Linked DNA regions of Oryctolagus cuniculus: region 1 is linked to region 2. The links are chromatin contacts, called in public Micro-C maps. All regions are on one chromosome and are shown on one strand. Each heading gives the region's core, a stretch centred on a gene start, on an enhancer-like site or on the middle of the called end of the contact. The rest is flanking DNA. Distances are from core to core; before and after follow the strand shown. Region 1 has its middle 120 kb from the start of KRAS. Region 2 holds the start of DNAI7 (dynein axonemal intermediate chain 7).

What was found. Hi-C and Micro-C count contacts between places; a contact is called where the count stands out from the background.
Region 1: a Micro-C map of ear pinna shows a contact between it and region 2, with 5 times the contacts expected there. The contact joins the enhancer-like site here to the promoter of DNAI7 in region 2. A contact is called at or near these places in 4 of 6 Hi-C or Micro-C datasets (ear pinna, psoas muscle, skin fibroblasts and 1 more).

The regions. Positions count from the first base shown.
Region 1 is chr9:122,668,784-122,674,248 of mOryCun1.1, reverse strand. No RefSeq gene overlaps it. Among named protein-coding and RNA genes, the nearest start is that of KRAS, 120 kb to the right of the region's middle. Within about 2 kb of position 2,863, at least 8 of the 8 cell types and tissues checked have an H3K27ac peak or open chromatin away from gene starts, as enhancers often do. A contact at or near this core is called in ear pinna, where this site is marked.
Region 2 is chr9:122,498,684-122,504,752 of mOryCun1.1, reverse strand. DNAI7 (dynein axonemal intermediate chain 7) reads left to right here and starts at 2,023. Exons shown (of 19, transcript XR_011379032.1): 1 at 2,023-2,129. KRAS (KRAS proto-oncogene, GTPase) reads left to right here. Exons shown (of 6, transcript XM_070049515.1): 6 at 1-1,865. It overlaps ETFRF1 (electron transfer flavoprotein regulatory factor 1), which reads right to left and starts at 1,790. Exons shown (of 3, transcript XM_002712703.5): 1 at 1,745-1,790. It also overlaps the pseudogene LOC138843732.

The DNA.
Region 1 (5,465 bases), core at 1,614-4,113, 170 kb before region 2:
AGGCTGAAATGGAGGTCAGCATCTCCCTGGTCTCGAGAGTCCCAAAGCTTGTCTAAATACATTTTCCTGCATCGTAACCAACCCTGTCTCCATTTCTGCCTATGCACCTGAGAGGGAGTGGAGAACAACAGAATAACTTGTGTTCGTTATCTGTGTTTCCGACAAGGAGGTGAAGTGCTCATTGTGAAAAATGCCACCGAGATGCCCTTGTTAGCATTGACAATGGAGACACACTACTCCTCCAGCACTTTGTGGTTTACCAGTTGTCCTTTTACCAACTGATGACTCAGAGCTGAACTAGCAGCCACCCCTGAATGCAGCTCTTTCCTCGACACAGTAGCTCTGAAAAGTGAGCAGCAGTGGAGGTGACAGCCAAGATGTGCAGTTTTCACCTCACACAGTTACATGGGCTTGTAGAAATCTTCTTCATCTGGGCATATTAATTAAGGACAAAAAAGTAAATTAGGAGGTACAACTTTTTTACTTTTTTAAAAGATTTATTTATTTATTTGAAAGGCAGAGTTAGAGAAACAGAAAGAGGGGGAGAGAGGGAGGGAGGGAGAGAGGGAGGGGGATGGTGGGGGAGGGAGGGGGGAGAGAGATTTTTCCATCCACTGGTTCACTCCGCAGATGGCCCCAACAGCCAGGGGCTTGGCCAAGCCGAAGTGGGTGCAGGGCCGAAGCACTTGGGCCATCCTCTGCTGCTTTCCCAGGCACATTAACAGGGAGCTGGATTGGAAGTGGAGCAGCTGGGTCTTGAACCGGTGCCCAGGTGGGATGAAGCACTACAAGCAGCAGCTTAATCCACTATGCCACAGTGCCAACCCCAGAAATGTAACATTTTTAAAAAGAGAAAAGCAAAGGATGATTACTAAGAAGTCAACAGTTATAAATTTTTATTCTTGGCCTGAGAAACATTGATCAAAGCAGAGGGAAATCAGCTGAGAAGGGAAAGGCAGGTTAAGACCGTTTGAAGTCCTGTGTGTTCAAATCGGTCCATTTTTGACGATTCCAAGGCACAGAGCTAACAATGTTTCTTGCATTGGTACCCATTAATGCAGACAATAATGACTGCCAAACACGTTCGTCTTTTGCTTTACTATCAATATTGGTTTTAAAGTACACGCTGGTGTTACAGCTATGGAAATGAGAAAGATATTGACGGTAATATTCACGAGTGAACGAGAACTCTTGTAAATGGTGACTTAAGAGAGATTCTCCATGAACGTGCTCAGAAAGCTCGTTTGCAGCATTGCCCTGCGCCCAGAGACGAGAGCCTCTCCAGGCGCGGTGCCCGTAAAGCATCAGACAGCAGGGGGAGCCCTTCTGTTAAAATCCGGAGTGCCTGTCTGGACGCTTGGGGGCCAGACGGCGCTGCCTGCAGAGGACCAGGGGAGATCCGAACTCTGATCCCAGTGGAGCGCTGACTTGATGTGGCTGATACGGCCTCGGCTCCCAGCGCCTGCTTAGCCTCGGGGTGGGGGTCGCAGGACGCTCCGGAGAGGCTTGGCGCCTCAGAACACGCCGGGCGCGCTTGTGAGGGCCCAGCTCTTCAAAGGAAACAATAATAATAGTAATAATAATACGAGGAAAGGCATAGAAAGCCGGTGCTCTTTCCCCGGCGCGGTGGCTGTCGGGAGCCCGCAGCGGGACGAGCGCCCGCCCGGTTCCCATCCTGAGGTAACCGAGGCGCGCGCAAGCGCACGTGAACGTGACCGGCCCGCCGGGCGCGCGGCAGCCCCTGCGCCCCCAACGCCCCGGGGAGGCGGCTCGGGCCCCTGACGGGCGCCGGGCGCGCGGGGGCCACGCGGGTTTCTCCGCCCCGAGAGCCGCGGGAGTGTCCGCGCCGACGCCTCGAGCCGCCTGGCTGGTACACTGATCGATTTTATTATTTCCGTGGTTTACACCGGGAAGCACCGTCCGCGCTCGCCTTTCCCGAACCCGCCCTGACGAGCGGCCACACAACAGCCTTTTTTTTTTTGAACACCCCGAGTCGTCAGCCATTGGACGCGGCCGTGTCCGGGTCCCACGTGGTTGAGCCTCCGAGCGCGTGCCCTCGGCTGCGCCCCTCCAAACTTTGCTTTCCGCAGAAAGCAGAGAGAGAGAGACGCCCTGTTTAAACCGATCCTGAGAAGCACCCGGCGTCCCACAGCACTTAGCAAGTTCCAGCGTTCACGCGCCGCCGCACCCCCGCGGCTCGCGCCCGCGGCCCCTCGCGCGCGCGCCCGCTGAGGGGGAGGGGCGGCGGCGCGCGCGAGCCCGGGCGGAGGTCGCCGCCCTGTTGTGCAAGCGGGACATGCAAATGAGCGGGGTTCCGCCGGCCAATGGGAAGCCTGCTGGGCCGTGACGCGCGCGCGCCATGCGCCCGTAGTATTTATAGATCGTATTTAAAGAGCCCTTGGGAGTCTCCCCGGGCTCGGCTGGGCGGCGGCGCTGCGCGGGGCGGCGGCGGGGCGACCGCTGCTCGCCCGCGGCCTGAGGGGGCGTGGGGGAGCGTCCGGGCACGTTCTCTGGTGGGTTTTGCCCACTTCCTGGCTCGGTTTCTGGAGAGGGGGAGGAAATGCCGTCTCTGACAACACTTTAGCTGCGGACAAAGCCGGCGATTTGGTTGCTCCAGAGGCCCCCGGGCAGGGGGCGCGCGCGGCCCCCAGCCCGGCCCACGCCGTGTCCCGGTGCTCGCCGCGCCGAGGCGGCCTTCCTGGGCGGAGGGCGAACAAAGCCTCCTGGCAAGCGCCGCGTCGTGGGCTTGCGGGGCCGGCGAGAGAGCATTCGTGGAAAATAAATGGATAGATAGTGGCGGTGACGATCGCGGCGTTGGGCGTCTGCGGGCTTCCCGGCCGGCGAACCGCACGCTGCAGTGCGAAAGCAGGAAATGCATTACGTCATGAGAGCCAAGAGCCAAGTGGCCGCGGCTGCATCTGCGGGGCCCGCTGGCTTCCTCTGCTAAACCCCGTCCTGCTTCCCCCGCCTTCTTGGGGGCTATTGTTTTTTCCAGAAGAGTGTGCTGGGCGCTGCCCTGGCGAGGAGAGGCCAGGCGAGGCGCACCAGGGTGGCAGGCCCAGGGGCGGGCAGTGGCGAGGGTGGGGAACTTCACCTTCCGGCCCCAGCCCCAGCCGGCCACGTGCAGCTCTCCCCCCTGGGGAGGAGGGGGGGGGGCGAGCTCTCTGGGAGCCACAGCTCAGTCCTTTGGGAGAGAGATGGCCAAAATCCCAGCAGGGGCTGGAGAGCCGCACCGGGTGCCCCACTGCGGTCCTTACAGGAGCGCGGCCCCCTGTCGACCCCAGGAGGCAGGCCGGAAACAGGGAGAGAGCCGAGCAGGAGGGGCTGGGGGCTTTCTCGACGCCTTGTCATGGGTCTCGGGTCTCTATTCATGGACCAGGCTGCCGAGGTCTTGTCGCTGCTCTTTAGGGACAAACAGGCAAGCAGTGGAGTATTGTGGATTAGCACCGTTCTACCTCTAGGAAAATTAGGAATTTGACGCTAGGCACACCTGTTCTGCTGCTCCCTCACTCCTGGGTTCAGGGTCCTTAAAAGGTAACCCTAACAACCTGTTGCCCTGGGGTCCTGGCCCACTGCACCCCTGGGTGAAGCTTAGCACACAAAGAAGGTGGTGGTACTAGTTCATGGCTATTGACTGTTCTGCACTGGGCAGCAGGCTGCGTGCCTTTGTCAGCGGTGAGCTCAAATGAGGGCAGGTGCTTACTGGCATCCCCTATTTACGTCCCCTACTGCGGAAGCGGGTCCTGAGAATTGACACATCCACCGCCTGGGAGAACCCCAGAGCCTCATTATGGCACTTGCTGATGACCTTGGTCTGGTACCTTCCACACTCAGCCACCTTGCACCTGGAAGGCAGAGGGCTTCATCGCCGTGTGTTTAACGTAAGACAGACTGTTCAGCAAAACCCAAATACAGCTCATTTTCTCATCGGCTCCAGTTTGCACAGTGTAGTGATTGAACTTTGTACAGCCGGTCAGTCCTAGCTGAGGCCTTTGCGTGGTGGTAAATCTGTTCTCCGTAAACGCGCAGGGACCTGAGAGAGGGAGTTCTTGTGTGAGGTCGGGTGAGGTGTTGCTGGGAGTTAGCCGACAACCCCAGTGAAGGTCCCCTGGGCCTGCCTTTGCGTTCCCCCTCGGTGGCCTTATCCTTGGGTCTTTAGAATCCAGACGGGGAAGGCACTGGGAAGGGAAATTGGCTGTGGTTTAGGAAGATGGGGAGGGAGAATTCAAGCGAGGAACCATTTAAAGGTTGTACGTATTCCTATCGTGGTATTTGTGAACGGGAAAACAAGGGGTGGGAAACCAGTTGCCTGCCAGACGTTGAAGTCCATTGTGCCCCCACCCCAATAGGACGGCCGCAGACAACTGTGGAGTCCCACTCAGTGTGTTCATCTGTGAACTGGGAGGCAACCAGCCACGCCTCTGCGGGTAGCCTTGCCCTCATCTGCTCTGCTACCTCCTCTCGCCCTCGAGCCTTTACACGCCCGTGTTTCTCACGGTTCCCTCCCAGGTTCCCTCCCAGGTTCCCTCCCAGGTCCTGTGGCTTTGCCGTCGGGAAGGTTACTGCAAGGTGTTAGCCTGGGGTGGTTCTGTCCAGGAGAAAACAAGGCACAGCTAGATCTGGAGTGAGGCCTGGGCCTGAGTGTAGCAGTGTGACCTGATCCTCCCTGGGTGCCCCTGGTTTCTCCATGGGTAAACTGCCTGTCGACAAAATACTCCCTTGGTGTTCAGACTACAAGTACTTCGAGAAATGTAAAGTACTATGTAAGTTACTAATACATGCGGTAGTTGTAGACCTGGGTTGCATGGCCAGCGCCGCAGCTCACTAGGCTAATCCTCCGCATGCGGCACCGGCACCCTGGATTCTGTCCCGGTTGTTCCTCTTCCAGTCCAGCTCTCTGCTGTGGCACGGGAAGACAGTGGAGGATGGCTCAGGTGCTTGGGCCCTGCACCCGCATGGGAGACCAGGAGGAAGCACCTGGCTCCTGGCTTCGGATCAGCGCAGCGCCGGCTGTAGCAGCCATTTGGGGGGTGAACCAATGGAAGGAAGACCTTTCTCTTTCTCTCTCACTGTCTAACTCTGCCTGTAAAAAAAAAAAAAAAAAAAAAAAAAGCTGGGTTGGAGAGTTATGGACTGATTGGACATCAAGACGCGTTTACTCAGTATCATGTACTTAGGTTATGAGGCCTTAAAGGAGAATGAAGAGAAAAAGAATTTATGTCCATTTATTCTGCCAACTTTCTCTTTCAAGTGCTTTACGGTTATTATCTTTTTTTTTTTTTTTAAAGATTCATTTTATTTGAAAGGCAAAGTTACACAGAGGCAGAGAGAGAGAGAAAGTCTTCCATTCACTGGTTCACTCCCCAGATGGCTGCAACAGCTGGAGCTGGGATGATTGACTCTGAAGCCAGGAGTCAGGATCTTCCTCTGGGTCTCCCATGCAAGTGCAGGGCCCCCAAGGACTT
Region 2 (6,069 bases), core at 774-3,273:
GCACAGCTTCAGTTAATTCAGTGTGTAGCCTGTGAGACTCGGACACCTGCCTGAAGGTGTCCCTTGTAGCGTTTACGAATAACTGAATATCTGCCTAGCGAAAAAGCTCACGGAACTAAGGGAAGTCTGTCCAAGTCTTTGACATGAGTTTATCCAGAACAATGCAGTTCATCTTTATTACTCTACACTTGGCCTTCAGGCAGCAGGTTTAGTTTAGCCATGGGGAGAAAAGGGGGCCCCAGGGTTCCCAGGTGAGCAGTCCAAATGGGGCCTGGGGCCGCTCCTTAACCCTGCGTGAAGTCCGAGAGGTAGGTAACTGCCGGATGAGCTGGCGACTGAGAGGAGCCCTCGTTATTCTGAGACTGCAGCGTGTGTGGGTTATAGGGGGTGCGATCCCCACTGTGCTGTAGGTTTTCTCCAGTGACTGGACTCAATTGAAACAGCCCCAGTCCTGGGTTAAAGCAGAGTTGTCACTTCACTAGTGGTTATTCCCCGTGAAGTTCAATGATAACTGAGGCTGAAGGCAACTGGCCGGGTGAGCTATGCCGGTACCACGTTATTCTCACTGCTTGGCTTCAGCGAGCCCGGAAGACTGCACGCAGGCGCTTCCAGAGAGTACGTAGCGGAGGTGAGTGGCAGCCGGTTCGGTGGTGACACGCGGGAGTCGCAAGGAGATGGGGATGTGCTTTTAGAAGGGGCAGACACGAATCTGTCCGAAGGTGAGGAAGACAGGACAGGCACGGGGTGGCCTTGGCAGTTCGGCAGCCCGTCCAGGTGCCTGAGGAAAACGAAGCTGTGACTCCTCGAACACGGGCTCGCCCCCGGAATCCAGCACCCCACCGCAGTGCCTCCTCCCGGGCAGGGAGGCGGGTTTCAGAGTCTCTCCTGGAGTCCCAGCAGTCTAAGGTAACTGGGGGTCACCCTGGCGCCTCCTTATTCCCACCGATCCATCCTACTGTGGCAGGCTTGCATTCTGCACTGTTAGATTAATTCAAAACCAAGCAGACAGACTTCCAGACCAAGTAGCCACGGGAGACTACATTAGAACTAAAAGTCCCAGTAAGGTGCTTGCATCTTGCTCCCAGGACCGGGGGAGCGGTGTCCCGTGACACTGTCCCTGTTTCCTCCCGCCAAGGGCAGGGCTGAGAGAGGTTGCAGGGTCAGGGAGAGGGAGCCCAGCGTGGCGTCACCGCATCTGGTTTTCCCGGGGTGTAGAGAGCCAGGCAGGAGGCGGCAGGTGCGAAGGTCGTGCCGCCGGTGGGCACAGCGGCCTGCGACCTTGCGCTCTCGCTGGGCCTGGCGATCTTCCTCTGTAGGCCACGGCTTGCCCCAGAATTGCTCCGGGCTGCCCTTCGGGAACAGGGCGTCTACTTCGCCCGGAAAGTAAACAGAACCCCGAGCGCAGAGGAGGCCGAAGGTCACCCATCTCAAAGTCAACAGCCCTTCTAGAGCCAATTCAGCTACCTCTTCATCTCCCTGGCCAAACCAGGAGCCCCGTGCCCCTCCTGCCCCGGCCGTGGGCAGCCCCCCAGGGTGCCAGTCGCTGGATCCAATCGCAAACCCTCCCCCGGGAAGACCCGCCCCAACACCCGCTCGGGAAACAGTGAGCACGACGGGCTGTCAGCGTCGGGGGACGCTGGGACACCCTGCCCACAGCCGCCGGGCCGCGCCCAGAGCACACCGCCACCTCCAAGCCCCGGGATCCGGAAAACGCCGCACCGCCCGGGCGCCGCCACTCACGCACTTTCCGGCACGCCACAGCCGTAAACGCCGCCGACCACTTCCACGGCTCCGTCAGTCAACCGCGAGAGCGGGGCGGGGCGCGGTAAGGGGGCGGATCCAGCCGTCACCAAAAGGGGAGGAGCGCCAGCCGGAAGGACCCCAGCGCGACTGCGCAGGGCGCTGCGCGCGCGCCGGCCTTGGAGCCCCCCGAGTGGGCGGGGCCTGTCGTCGTGACAACCGGGCAGCGTTTGTCCACACAACCTCCTTCGCTGACCGCGGACCGAGGACGCTGGCCACCGCCTCCTCATGGTGAGTTGGGACAATGAGGGATACGGGTGAGGGGGCGAGCCCTGATTCTGCTTGTCCGGGGTGAAATGGTGTCCCAAGAGCCCAAGGGAGCGGATAAGGTGAGGCGAGAACGCGTCCTCCCGGGGTGGTGACCGCCGACCTGTCTGGCCCCTGGGGGGAGTCCGAGTTAGCGTCTGCACACGGGAGACGGCCGGAGCGGCCACTCGGCGCCCCAGTGTCGCACACGGGTCAGCGTGAGCGTTGGCCGCAGCCTGGCCACCTGCAGCCCCAGTTGGCGGGGTTGTTCTCCTGCCGCCTCAGTCGTTCGTTGAGCTGGTGCGATGTACTCTCATGTGGCTTTCTGTGGGAGTCTGTATGGGCTCTTGGTGATTCCAGACACTCAGCTCGCGTTAATTATGCTGAGGCTTCTTTCTTGGTTTAATGCGCTCCTCCCCCAGGGCTCTCTCCGGCTGATAGGCAGCCGTGAGACTCTCTTCTTCCCCACGGTTGTCAATGTCGTTTCCGCCAAGACATCGCCTATGGTTAAAGCCGGAGCAGGTGGAGGGTGTAATTACGGCGTGAGTTATTTCATTCATTCATTAAGGGAACACATGAAGTGTGTTGTGTTTGCTTGGCGCTGGGCTGCAAGCCAAGAATGCACGGATGGATGTGACAACCTGGCTGTGGGAGACAGATGAAACAAAGTATCTGCGAGGCGGCTTTATAACCGTCTCAGTCGGAAGCATCTAAAATGGGGTAACACACAGTTGGAAGGGAAATGGGTGCATGGGAGGCAGACAGAGGAAGGAAGGAGTGGTGGCTTTGAACCCAGTGTAAATGGTGGAAAGAAAGAGTGGGGCGCCTGCACGCCGCGGCCTACTGGGGCCAGGTGCACCTGGTGGAGCTGCTTGTGGCGCACGGGGCCGACCTGAATGCGAAGTCCCTGCTGGATGAGACGCCCCTGGACGTGTGCGGCGACGAGGAGGTGCGGGCCAAGCTGCTGGAGCTGAAGCACAAGCACGACGCCCTCCTGCACTCCCAGGGCCGCCAGCGCTCCCTGCTGCGCCGGCGCACGTCCAGCGCAGGCAGCCGCGGGAAGGTGGTGAGGAGGGTGAGCCTCACGCAGCGCACCGACATGTACCGCAAGGAGCACGCTCAAGAGGCCGTGGTGTGGCAGCAGCCGGCGCCGCCACAGGACGACGAGGACCGCCGGGCGGACGCTGAGCTCCAGCCAGCGCCCTTGGAGGACAACCCCGAGGTGCTCCGGCCACACAACGGCCGAGTAGGGGGCTCTCCAGGGGGCCACCTGTACTCCAAGCGGCTGGACCGGAGCGTCTCCTACCAGCTCAGCCCTCTGGAGAACAGCACGCCAGAGGCCCCGGCCCGGGACAAGGCCCACCACACCCTGGCAGAGCTGAAGCGCCAGCGAGCGGCCGCCAAGCTACAGCGTCCTCCAGCCGCCGGGCCCGAGGCCCCGGAGCCCCCGGAGCACAGCCTGCCTGCTGACACCGAGAGCCCCCACCCCGACTGTGGCGTCGGGGCCTACGGGGACCCGCCCCTGCTCAGTGCCTGCTCATGTGAGGGCTGCCTGCCCTGGCTGCCGGCGCCCGGGACGGACCTGGCCAGCCATGCCCAGGGCTTCTGGCTGCAGAGACTATGCTGGGATTCTGATAAAGGGCTGCTTGGCAAAAAAAAAAAGAAAGAAGGAAAGGGGAGGGGAGGGGAGGGGAGGGGAGGGGAGGGGAGGGGAGGGGAGGGGAGGGGAGGGGAGGGGAGGGGAGGGGAGGGGAGGGAAGGGAAGGGAAGGGAAGGGAAGGGAAGGGAAGGGAAGGGAAGGGAAGGGAAGGGAAGGGAAGGGAGAGAGGGGCGCGTTCCTGGCAACGTGCGAATGGAGCTTACGCCCATCTCTAAGTGCTGATAAACTCGGGGAGGGGCACGCATCTACTTGCTACTTTCCCGTGCGTGCTTAAGCGTCTTCTTGGAGCTTCCAGCAGTGTTTCTCAAAGTGCGGCCCGTGGGCTGCTCCCTGCACTTCCGTCTCATCTGAAGTACTTACAGAACCTGCACGTGCTGCGGCCTGCTCCCCTCCAGATCCGCTGAGTGCGTTCCTGGGGGGTGCCTAACAAGGCAGTACCCCCGAAGTGGGTAGTTAAACCGTGAGCGAGGAGAGCCGCTCTGTTCTGCACGCTGGAAGTCCCAGATGCAGACAGCTCTGCTCCCTCTGCAGGCGCTGGCGAGGGGTTGGTCAGACCTCGCTGTTAGCTTCAGGCGGCTCCAGGCTCTGCATGGTGTTTGCCCTGGGCGCCTATGCCCACGCTGCCCCTTTCAGTGGAGACACCAGCTGCATTGGACGAGGGGCCCACCCTCTTCCTGTAGGACTTCACCTTAATTTGAATCAACGGAGAGCTATTTTCAGTCCGGTAAACTCTGGGTCCTAGCAGGCGGAGGCTTTACCCACTATGCCACAGCGCCGGCCCCCCAGCTTTACTTACTTTCAAGCAGTCTTGAAGTTTTTGTCACATATCAACAACTAATGAAAATATATTTATCAATAGTACCAAAGGTACTGTCCCTTTTATAGAATTTAAGAAGTTAAGAATACTTTTATCTTTAGAAACATTTGTCTCATTTAATTTACCCAATTCATATTTAACAACTATACTTAGATTAATTGAGAAACTGAGATATGACACAAGCATAATTATAATTTTACATCATTTTCTTGTCAAAGAAAAATTCTAAAGACTACATTATTGTGCTTAATACACAGCACACAATAAATGCTACATGGCATCTTAATCTGCATTATTTGTTCCTGAGCTAAAGTTAGACTTTTATGATTCTAAATAACCAACAAGGATAAGTACAACATTTCCTGGCAAGCAAACCGAGGCATAAATGTATTTTAACAATTTTGAAATCTTTGCCCTTTCTAAAAACAAATTCAAAGCAGTTTATATATCAAAAATTTGCTTAAGTTATAAGAACCAACATACATGTAGGTTATTACAATTTTTCTGAACCGTTATTCTAGGTGTATTCCATTTTTTCTATATTGTCTCTCTAATATGATAGCATAAAATCTTGCATATACAGAACTTATTCTCATTTTAGTATCTCTTCATGAAAAAAATTCTAGCTGGGGAAAAAGTGACATCACTCAGAAATCTATTAAGTGACCACTTATCATTCAGTCTTAGGGTGTATGGTATTACAGCAATATTATAATATTGTAATGAAATATTACTAGGAATATTACAGTGAAACAGCATCACGTTAGTTTGTTTTTGTTTTTGTTTTTGTTTTTTGACAGGCAGAGTGGACAGTGAGAGAGAGAGACAGAGAGAAAGGTCTTCCTTTGCCGTTGGTTCACCCTCCAATGGCCGCCACGGCTGGCGTGCCGTGGCCGGCGCACTGCGCTGATCCGAAGGCAGGAGCCAGGTACTTATCCTGGTCTCCCATGGGGTGCAGGGCCCAAGGACTTGGGCCATCCTCCACTGCACTCCCGGGCCACAGCAGAGAGCTGGCCTGCAAGAGGGGCAACTGGGACAGAATCCAGTGCCCCGACCGGGACTAGAACCCGGTGTGCCGGCGCCGCAAGGCGGAGGATTAGCCTACTGAGCCGCGGCACTGGCGTCACGTTTTTTAAAAATACTTTTGTATGTATCATTTCTTACTTTTGGGTAATACACCCTAGGGGACTATACAGGTAGAGCTATGTACTGCAGGATCTGTCAAAGAACCAAATTTTTTTTGAGGGGGGGCTAGGATAAAGCTTTACTTAAGTTGTATTTCTTTTTTTTTTTTTATTCTTTGAGCTTTTCTTTTTTTTTTTTTTTTAGTAAATATCAATTTCCAAAGTACAGCTTATGGATTACATTGGCTTTCCCCCCCCATAATTTCCCTCCCACTCACACCCCTCCCATCTCCCACTCCCTCTCCCATTCCATTCACATCAAGATTCATTTTCAATTATCTTTATATACAGCAGATCGATTCAGTATGTATTAAGTAAAGATTTCATCAGTTTGCACCCACACAGAAACACAAAGTGTAAAA